2 separate regions of the Danio rerio genome follow, and region 2 is linked to region 1. The links are chromatin contacts, called in public Hi-C maps. All regions are on one chromosome and are shown on one strand. The core of a region is the stretch at or near the end of the contact, and the rest is flanking DNA. Distances in the headings are between cores, read along the strand shown. Region 1 holds the start of tmod2 (tropomodulin 2). Region 2 holds the start of acadl (acyl-CoA dehydrogenase long chain).

What was found. A called contact is a pair of places that touch in the nucleus more often than the background predicts.
Region 2: a contact with region 1 is called in a Hi-C map of hematopoietic stem cells, with 2.4 times the contacts expected there. The contact joins the promoter of acadl here to the promoter of tmod2 in region 1. A contact is called at or near these places in 3 of 18 Hi-C or Micro-C datasets (caudal fin, hematopoietic stem cells and an unstated tissue).

What each region holds. Positions count from the first base shown.
Region 1 is chr18:42,266,308-42,271,837 of GRCz12tu, reverse strand. tmod2 (tropomodulin 2) reads right to left here and starts at 3,684. Exons shown (of 10, transcript NM_001004608.1): 1 at 3,590-3,684.
Region 2 is chr18:42,419,258-42,424,993 of GRCz12tu, reverse strand. acadl (acyl-CoA dehydrogenase long chain) reads right to left here and starts at 3,534. Exons shown (of 11, transcript NM_201181.2): 1 at 3,369-3,534; 2 at 2,528-2,704; 3 at 685-822. The coding sequence starts at 3,460.

The DNA of each region.
Region 1 (5,530 bases), core at 2,435-4,934:
AAGGTTTCATCATCATGAAGCCTTCTGCACCACTCTTCTCTTTAGATCCCATAAAGTCTGGTTATGATAGTTATTTTCTGCCGCTGTGTTAAACATTCTCAACAACTTAATCCAACAGACAGACAAAATAGAGTGGAAGTCAGTCCTGCTCCTTCCTCTGCTGTCTGTTGTAAGTGCATTACAGGACAAATCCATAATAAGGATGAAAAGACTTAGGGCAAAGGGTCATACAACCACAACACATACAACAAACAAGACATCAGGGAATGTTCTGGAGTTCAGAATGAACAGATGTCACTTATTACACCAGTCGACTTCTTTTTTTTTTATGGTTACAAATGATATTAGTTTGAATTTTTTCAAACCTTGATTAAACAATAATTTATACTTTTACTAATGCAACTTTTAATGCTTGAATATGAAACTTGAATATGGTTTTAATCAATGGAGTTGTAATAAAACCACAAATTTTTATTAATATACACTTTAATATTATTATTATTATTATTATTATTATTATTGTTGTTATTATTATTATTAAAAACAGCCATATTTATAATAGGGCTGCCCGTTACTGGGAAAATCTTACATTGCGATATTTTGTATTTCTGCAATATTGCGCTGCAAACATGGCTTTATTTGGAAAGAATTCTTCCTTTTAGATTGATTGGGGTGATTTTGTAGGGGATTGGATCTCTAATAATATATAACATAATTTACAAGCATGGCTAAATAAAATACAGCAAAGATAATGTTCACACAGTCACATGCCTTAAAGGGATAGTTCACCCAAAAATGAACATTTACTCACTTTTAACCCACCCTGCACTTGTTTGAAACGTTTATGAGTTACTAAAATATCTTCTTTTTGTGGTCAACATAAAAATAAAAAAAACTCCTAAACGTTTGAAAATAGTGAGTAAAGTTTAAGTTTTGGGTGAACTACCATTTTTACTCCATTATAATTCAACTCTGCATTGATTATAATCAACTAAATAAAACTTAACATTGCAGATTTGCACTATTGCAAATGCATACATTGCGATATTGATGCTGAAACGTTTTATTGTGCAGCCGTAATTCATAACATAGACAGCAAAGAACGACATTCAGAATATTATTATTATTTTATTTTTATTAATATGAAAAACAGCCAATATTTTATTCCAAAACAATTGCAAACAATTTATATGGGTTGAATTTAAACAAACAAATTAAATTTAGTAATGATCAACGTAATTTGTTTGTTTACATTCAGCCACAATAAACAGTTTATAACAACTTAAAGAAATTAAGTAAATCCAAGGAATCACTGAAAAAAATATTCAAAGATGAAGCAACAACTTTAGTGAACAAAAAATATTTAAATATGCTGATTTATTGCCAAAGAAATATTTATCAATGTTAAAAGCCCTGAGCTAGGGCTAAACGATTAATTGAAAAGTAATTGAAATCGACATTCATAACCTAAAATCAATATAATTTTTCCAGGACGATTTTTTCAATTACTTTCTCTACGTGTCACATGACCCCGCTAGGCATTGGAGGATAACAGCTTTTAAGGTATACCTTGGTTTGGAAAAGTCAAGGTTTTAAAATTTTCTGCTATATTGTTCCCAAGGTATGTGTATGTTGTTTTTTTTTTTTTTTTATTCAGATACTGTTTTGCTTAAAAAAAATTTTAAAAAAAGAATCTCCAAAAGAAAAGATATTCAAAGATGCCATTTTAAATTGTAAAGAAATCTGTGTTTTTGAAACTAAAAAAAGACAGAAGTCAGTGATTCATTTGAATTAATTAGCCTGACATGTTTACTGCTTAAAAATATTTTAAATGTTTCACAAAATGGAATATATAGTGTTAAAAAAGGGCAACTTAGACATTTAAAAAGAGTACATTTTACTGTCACAATACCGTGAAACCATGATATTTTTATCCAAGGTTATCATACAAAATCTTAAACCGGCCCATGCCTAGACCCTACTCTGGTCAAGTAAGAAGATGGACTTATTCTTAAGCCTTCCTTTGCACTACATTGACGAATTGGAAGCTGCACCAGAGATGCCTTTAGACGGCATATAAAACTAATCAGTGAACTAAGAGGGCAAAAAAAATTAATAAATAAGTAAAATAATCATTCGTTAATCGTAATCTAGTTGAAATGTTCAATTAATCGAGATTTTGATTTTAGGCCAAATCGCTAAAAGATTACAAAGTACGCCTCTTAATTTTTTATTAAGTAAATCCCTTTCTGCCATTATAAATGTCTTGATGTTTTCATCAATTTAATGCATCCTTGCTTGTTTAAAACATTAACAGATTATACGAACAGAAAAAGAAAACAACGGTTATCTGGTTTCAGATCAGAATGTACTCAATAAAACTCAGTGAGGGGATCTGCTTCATTACTCTAGAAAAGAAAAAAAAACATCTAAAATTAGCCGGACCCCTGAGAGTGACAACATTGAGAATCTTCAGATCATTCTCATCCAGCACTTCCTCTGAGAGACAGAGACCGAGGCTTATGGAACCCAGATGGAGGGTTTTGAAATGTTTATTGAGTAAGAGCTACAGCACATCATCAAGCATCCATTAGATAACTTTAGACAAGTGCCATTTCACAAAAAGCAGAAGTCAGACAGGAGCATCATCAGCATTATCATCAATAGTGAATGTTTTCATTGACAAAAACAAAGAAATAAACAGTATTATGACCTCAGGAGCTCAATAAACACGCTAAGTTTGGGAACAGTTCGTTCTCATACATTCACAATGCACTATATTGTGTTATCGTAAACTATGTATTAAAACCCCAAGAGTCAGTTATGTAAAGCCACGCAGAGTCACGCCCCGGGTGGAGACCACACCCGGTATGAAGAGACACATGAGCTCATACACATCTGGGCTCGCTCGAGACTCCCAATAATAATACGTCATCATAACAGACATACAATTAAGCACAACTATGATCTGCATAAGCAACAGATTATTAGGCATCCTCCATTGAAGAGCAGCGTCTGCAATGCTTATATATTGCTAATATTTCATTTAATGTACATCACATGGATATGAATTCATTTACACAACCCCAATATGATAAAGACTAACATTTATAATTAAGTCATTAATGAAATACTAGGATACAATACACATAATTCAAACATGCCTTATGATAGTTAGCTTTTAAATACATATGTAAATCAGACTTAACGTTCAGTTAGACGTAATTGAATTTTGACAGTACATCTAACCTATGATTTACTATGACTGGGTGTCCGTATCACATATGGACTTTAGTGTTAGTTACCTTGATTCATTGAAGCATGTGCTAATTAGTTTTGTTCCAGTTTGTGTATGTCATTCAGTAGCTATCGAAATAAATAGGCTAAGTGTGTAATGATTAAATGATAACTTTAAAGTTCATTGATCAATGTATTATCGTAAACTGTTGGCCCATCTACACTCGTACGGATGTCTATCAGCGCTCGAGCGCTTAGCGAGCTAACCACTCAACCACACAAACCTCCACATTTATGACCTCTACCTTAATATATGACAACACACTGAGGGAGGATGAAGCATATTTCTTACCTTAGAGAAATTCCTGCACGCGTTTTACTCTTTAGTGTCCTATTCCTGGTCGGAAGGCTAAGAAATTCCCGCAGCCGTCTTCACTGTCTCAGCCCAAGGGCGGTAACACAGGAAACCAGATACTAGAAATGCGCTGATGATTGACGTGTGTAACGGCCAATCAGAATGTTAGAGGACGCCCATTAAGCGCAGCTCCCGCCTAGTTGTGACATGCAGCAAATCAGAGGGAATAAAGCTTCGGGGAGACAAAGGAGCATGGGTTTTGAAGTCCACAGATGCGGTCATTGTTTATTTAACTGAATGCAAACTATTTTTATATTTATTGGTTTATTTAGAAGGGCTGCATTTTCATTATATTGTTCTTGTATTTTTTTATAATTAGAAATTTATTAAAAATTGTAAGTATAAAAAATTCCAATAGGCTCCTGTGCTAAAAAATGTATTTATTTTTTTAACAACAAAATATATTATAATTAAAACTGAATAATAATTTACATTAAAACACCCACCTTGCAAAGAGGAAGAAGTTTGATACAACTGAAAACCTGTTGTAAACTGGTTAGATCAGTGCGAGCTGTTAAATACGTAACATTTATCCTGTATTTTTTTATACATTTTAAAAATAATCTTCATTCATTCATTTATTTATTCATTCATTCATTTTCAGCTTAGTCCCTCTATTATTGAACCGCCAACCTATCCAGCATATGTTTTACACAGCGCATGACCTTCCAGCCGCAACTCATCACTGGGAAACATCTATAAACTCAATCACACACATAAACTCATTTAGGCACATTTACTGTGGACAATTTCAGCTTACCCAATTCACCTGTAACAGATGTCTTTGGACTTGTGGTGAAAACCGGAGCACCCAGAGGAAACCCACGCAAACACGGGGAGAACTTGCAAACACCTAGAAATGTTAACTGACCCAGCCGAGGCTTGAACCAGCTACGTTCTTGCTGCGAAGCAATTGTGCTACCCACTGCGCCACCACATCGCCCAAAACAATCTTCATTCCGAATAAAACAAGACTTGTTGACATTCATTTTCAAAATTTGATTGGATTTCATATTTTTTGGGGTGAATTTGGGGCTATTCAAGAAAAGCAGGTTGACACCTTCCCAATGTTACAAAGACAGAGCTATTAAGTCATTGTGGAATGACTTTAATTTTTTTCCTCAATACAGACATTTTAAGAAAGAATATTTGGCCATTGAGGGATTTTTGACAGTTTGTGCGAATAAGCTTTAACAGTTGATTTTTTTTTTTAATAAACGTATAGAAAGAACAAAAAACACTAGCACATAAATTTTTTTAGGGGATAAAAGAACGATATGCTTCTAAACAGAACCTGTCAAACTTTAAATAGCCATTGGTGCAGCCTATAATGTTGCATACTCAGCCTCATTTCATTTTACTTCCTAAATTTATCTGCTGACACTATTGGCCCATTTCCACTGAGTGGTATAGTACTGTACGGTACAGCTTGGTACGCTTTTATGGCCGTTTCCACTTTCAAAAGGTACCTAAAAGCAAACCATACCGTACCACTTCTTGGGTACGCTTTTGGAAGGTATACCTAGCACAACAAAAAGGTACCAAAAGGCGGCGCAAGATGCGCAGCTGAATGCTATTGGTTTACATGATACATCACTCACTCGTGCAACAAGCCAGGAGAATGAAAACAAAGCAACCACCATTTTCAAAAACACAGCCGAGATATTACACTGTAATAATATATGCATAACGAGCCATGGTTAACCCGAGCTTAAACAAACCTTGTCATTGTTGTTGTAGAGCGGAACTACTCTATTCCTCGTAGTTGTTTACAAGACCGTCTAAAGCACGATCGGTTTCACTTTCTCGCTAGCGCTCGCTGTGCATCTATATTTGAACAAAACAAACGTCTTGAGTTTATGATAATAACATGCGCGT
Region 2 (5,736 bases), core at 2,285-4,784, 150 kb before region 1:
TTTTAAATTAAACAATAAAGACCAAATCGCACTTCAAATTAGAGTTCAAGGAAGTAGAAACTTAAACCAAGTATCAAAGTACTTTATTTTAATTTTTAATAACTACCCAAAAACTGCCCATTTGAAAATGTACAATTTTTAAAAGGAGGCATGGCACCAAACCCCACGCCTAAACCCAACCATCATTAGAGGATTAGCAAATCTTACTAAAATGTACGAATGAGATCATACAGATTCATATGAATAAGTCAGTAAAAAAGTTACAAATTAGTGAGATTCAGTTTTATCTTCAGAAAATTTTTATTTCAAAAATAATGTTTTAAATTTCCATAGTACAAATGCTGCAACCCATTACTGGGACACATCCATACACACATCCACACACATACACTACGGCCAATTAAGTTTATTCAATTCACCTGTACCGCATGTCTTTGGACTGTGGGGGAAACCGGAGCAACCAGAGAAAACTCATGCGAACATGGGGAGAACATGCAAACTCCACACGAAAATGCCAGCTGGCTACTCACTGCTCCTCCCACACTATGGTAGCAGACAGTTAAGGAAGGAACTACTGTACACACAGTAAGGGGCGGGGCTACTCACTGCTCCTCCCACACTATTGCAGCAGACAGTTAAGGAAGGAACTATTGTAACACACAGTAAAGGGGCGGGGCTACTCACTGCTCCTCCCACACTATAGCAGCAGACAGCAGATCTCCTCCGATTCCTCCATGTTCCTCAGGTGTGTAAACTCCCAGTAAACCATGTTCTCCAGCCTTCTCCCAAACCTCTCTGCTGACCTCACCGGCCTTCTCCCACCTACACACACACAGATTCATTCATTTAAAACCATTTACCTTCATATTTTTATTCTGTATCTTGTCACATCTCGACGTGCAGATATTCAATAATACTTTTTATTTTAATGATGAACATACATTTCTTCAATATACACTGAATAAACAATTTATTATTAAATAGAACATTTTAAAACACTTTTAAGAAGATCCTTTTAAGAGACCCTTTCACATTTTGGGCTTCTCAGCAATGGAAGTCATCATCTGTAAACCTCAAATACCTCTTTTTTGCCTTCCAATTTGCTCAAATAAAAGAAAACTCTATGATAGTGCTTTCACAACTTCCAAAATGAGGGGGAAAAAACATGTGTTAGACTGATAATGGCAGCCAGAAGTTTCAAATTTACTGTCCCACCCTTAGATGCTGCATCAGAAACATCTTACACAAGCATTAACCTTTTTGTAATTTGATGCAAAGATGATGAAATCCAAAATATAGCTAAAATAGTGGCCCAACCAGAGCCCAGACCTAAATCCTATTGTACATCTCAGGAAAGATCTGAAAATGGCTGTACACCGTCGCTTCCCTTCCAACCTGATAGAGCTTGAGAGGTACTGTAAAGAGGAATGGGCAAAAATTCCCAAAGACAGGTGTGCCAAGCTTGTGGCATTATATTCAAAAAGACTTGAGGCTGTAATTGCTGCCAAAGTAATTATCAACAAAGTATTGAGCAAAGGCTGTGAATACTTATGTACATTTGATTTTCAGCTTTTTTATTTTAAATAAATTTGCAACAATTTCAAAGAATCTTTTTCACATTGTCATTATGGGGTATTGTGTGTGTGGAATTTTGAGGAAACAAATTAATTCCATTTTGGAATGAGCCTGTAACCTAATTAATTAATATTAATTTCAGCAATCACAGTATAGCTCAACGGCTGCTTGTTTTTCAGTTTATTGTAGGTGAAAGACAAGGAATTTGACATTTGGCATAAAGTGGAAACCAACATATATCTGTTGCTTTTAGAAAAACAGTGATGCTTTCAAAAGGTTTGACTTTTGCTCAAATTTGTGCACTTTCAAAAATAAAAGTTTCTAATTGCTTTAAATAATGTGTTCTTCATAAAAATAACAATAATAATAATAATAATAATAATAATAATAATAATAATAATAAATAACCTGTTTGCACTATAAAGAACCTTTAGAATGAATGTTCTTCATGGAACCACTGTCTGACGCCATTAAAGAACCTTTATTTTTAAAAGTATATCTGTTGTGGTTGTATGCTAATAGGCTTCTTCACATGTTACTGGTTTATGTTAATTAGGCCTACATTGATCCTTTAAAGGGATATGATTTGTTAACAATTTACAATCAGACTCTAGTTGTTAAGGTTAGTCAATTAAACTGAGCTGAAGAGAAGAAACTACTTGTTATGTAATGCTATTTTCCTAGGTAATGTTAAATTAATGCTGTAAATCAAAAGTCATAACTGATTAATTTAATGGAGCTAATAAAATTAATTGGGATAAGGGAGAATTAACATGAAGTTAAGGGATTTAATTAACATTAACATAACTTCTGTAGGGCGGTGCGGTGGCACAGCGGGTAGCACTGTCGCCTCACAGCAAGAAGGTCGCTGGTTCGAGCCTCAATCGAGCCTCGGCTGGGTCAGTTGGCATTTCTGTGTGAAGTGTGCATGTTCTTCTAACTGCTGACTTACTGAGCGTGATAAGGAACAACTTCCTCTTGAAAGAACCTCCGCACGTTTTGCCTGAACAGGTCGTGTTCCTCTGAGAAGATCCGCCTGGTACCGATGTCCATCAGAGTTTTGGCCATGGATGTTTCAGGTCGAAATGGTGCTGCTGTTTCTCCATGCTGGAGCTCCGCATGCTGCATTCTGTGAATCAAATCAATATCTTAAAATAGCCTTGGCTTAAAAATAAATAAATAAATAAATAAATAAATAAATTTAAAAAAATCATACTGATTTCCATTTTACACAAAGCATTGTCTGCATTTTGTTATCTCAACAAAAATAGTTCCTGATGAAGCATAAAAGTTGTGCATTTTTGCTCCTGAATAAATCTGTTTTTGAATCAAATCATTTTACAGTGAGTCAATAACAAAAGTTTAACTAAAATCATTTAAGATGATGACCCTATGATGACCAGCTGTCTTGTGTCATTATGATTACATAAATTCTTCATATCTAATGAAAGTGGCAGGTGATATTTTTGATTTTCTGTTACAAATACATAAATCTTTGATCAAACTTATTCTTAATTAACTACATTTCTTAAAATAAAGTATAATTATTACTAAATTAATTATATTAATCTCTATATTTACATTATATTTAAGTTCTAGTAACGTCAGCTGGGCTTTTTTTTACACTGAGCAATACCTTTTTTAAGATGTTTGTTTTCTTTGTTATTATTTACTTTTATTTAATTAATGTATTCGAATTCTGCGTGAAGATAATATATAGTAAAATTTAAGTTAAAACAAAGATTCCTTTTTAAGAAACTGCAAAATCAAAGAAAACTATAAATGGCTCTCACCTCGACACAGCCACTGCAATAGCCTGTTTACTCCGCAAATAAACATTTTTTGCCGCAGGAGAAAAACTCCTTAATGTCTTTAATGCGAACATGCTGCTGATGTGGACGTGATAGACTCAAACTCTAAAGCTCAATATTTGACAGGTCGAATATCGCCGTGAACTTTACCCTAAAAACAGAAAACATAACTTCCGCCTTTAATACTTCAAGACATGTCAAAATAAGAGTCTTGGTATGCTGACGTTGCCGCTCTAATGATTTGACAATATTTTTACGAACTTATAATAAAAGCACACACACACGCGCACACACACACACACACACACACACACACAGTAAATAAAATTTTATTAAGTAAACGGGCCTTTGTTGTTTGTTGGTTAATATCACTGAAACATCATTTGAAACAAATACCAGCATTCTTACATTCAAACATTACTGCAGTGTAACTTGATTTATAATTTTTTGCATCATCCTTGCATTATGTATTGTTAAAAAATCCTGCTGCTTTAAAACCCCATACATTTTTTTCCAGTTTAATTAATTAGCCATTTCCCTTGGAAACCCAGCAGGCACAGGCAACAGTATCTGAATGCAGCCTTTATGTTGCAAGCTGAGACTGCATCACTCAGCGATGCAATGTCAGACACAATGCACTCAAATGAAGCTAGTGACGTCACTGTGACGAGTAGGGTTAGGGGTGGGATTAGGTGAGCCCATTAAAAAGCATTGGATGCAGCCCAGATTGCATTGCACCAGGTCTGCAGCCAGACCCCTCTCGGCACAGGACTTCAACATGACGTCAGATTGACATTGTACTCCAACCAATGACCCCAACATTGTGTGAAGTTGAATCAGGCTGGCGTCAGAACCCAACGTCTGGCCAACATCAATGTCCAACATTGGACAGACATTGCATTTTGATTACTTTCCAACACAACCTGAAAACAACAAAATATCAATGTCTAATGATGTTACAGCTTGACATTGTGAACGTTACCAGACGTTGGATTTTAGTTGTCATACCTGACGAATAAATGTCAGCATTTTACGTAAGTAAGAAATTGGTTTAAGATGTTGGCTCAACGTTGGATTTTAGTCACTTTCCAACACAACATAAACGCAACCAAATGTCAATGTCTTTTCACATTTTTATTGGACATCAAAATAACATTGTCCTTAGATGCTGGTGGCCTAAATCTAACCTAATATTAATGTTTTATGACAATGTGTGTTGGCTTGAAAGCTATTCCCATTATGATAGTAAATTATTTTTACTGATTGGCATTATGGCCTCGTTTTACAAACAGGCTTTAGCTTCAAGGCTAGGCCTTAGTTATATTGGGGTGCAAGCAGCTTTTATAAAAATGACTTACTCAAAAACACATGGCTAATGTGTGTCTTGAAACAAATCAATGATACTGACATTCTATAAAAATATAGTCAAATCCAAAATCATAAGTAGGCTACCCCTTTGCAAATTGTGATTTAAAGAGCCCCTATTAGGGTTTTTGAAAATGAGCTTCCATGCAGTGTGTAGCACAGCTCTCAGTGAATAAAAAACATCTAGCTGAGGTTTAAATTTGAAAGTGTGCCGTATTGATTCTTTAATGAAATAGTCGACTCCAAGTCCAAAGAATAAATCGAGTTGGGTTCGGATCTTTTGCTTGAACGCATCAATGTCGATACGGTACATCACCAAATGTACTGCCGGATGTGGTAAAACAGGAATGCGCCTTTCACTTCAGACACTAGCGGAGCCCGCGGGATCATGATCATGGCATGAAGATGACAATGACTGACAGATAGAGATTCGGCTGCGGGGAATAAAGGGTTAAAATTCATTTTCACAACAACACCATAGTATACATTAGCCAGCCTAGTGCTGTGTTTGTTCCTGCCATTTTTCTGTAACGATAACCTACACTGCAGTGCAGGATTCGTCAATCGTTTGCTAATAAAGCAAGGAGCAGCAGAGACTGTATGTGACTGTCAAACTTTGAAAGGCATTTTGTCAGTAACAGTTCATATGGACCAATTGCTTTTTTCTCTGAATCACAACGTAAGTGTAATTAAAATTGTTCCCTCACTTTCTATAGTTTGCAAAATATCCATTTAATTGTGTGTTATAAGTTGTAATCGCTCCACACGGTTTGTAATCACGTATCTATAATAGATCAGTGCTTGTACTGTATATCTCAGGTTAAACCTGTATGGGGCTATTCACATATTGCGTCCAAAACCATGTTAAAAACGTGAAGCTTGCTTCTTCCTTTACCAATTTAAATGCATTTCTTAACTTGTGATCCGCTTCCGTTAGTCTTTGCAATGGCCACCATCAGCTATTCCTACAAATGCGTGGCGCGGT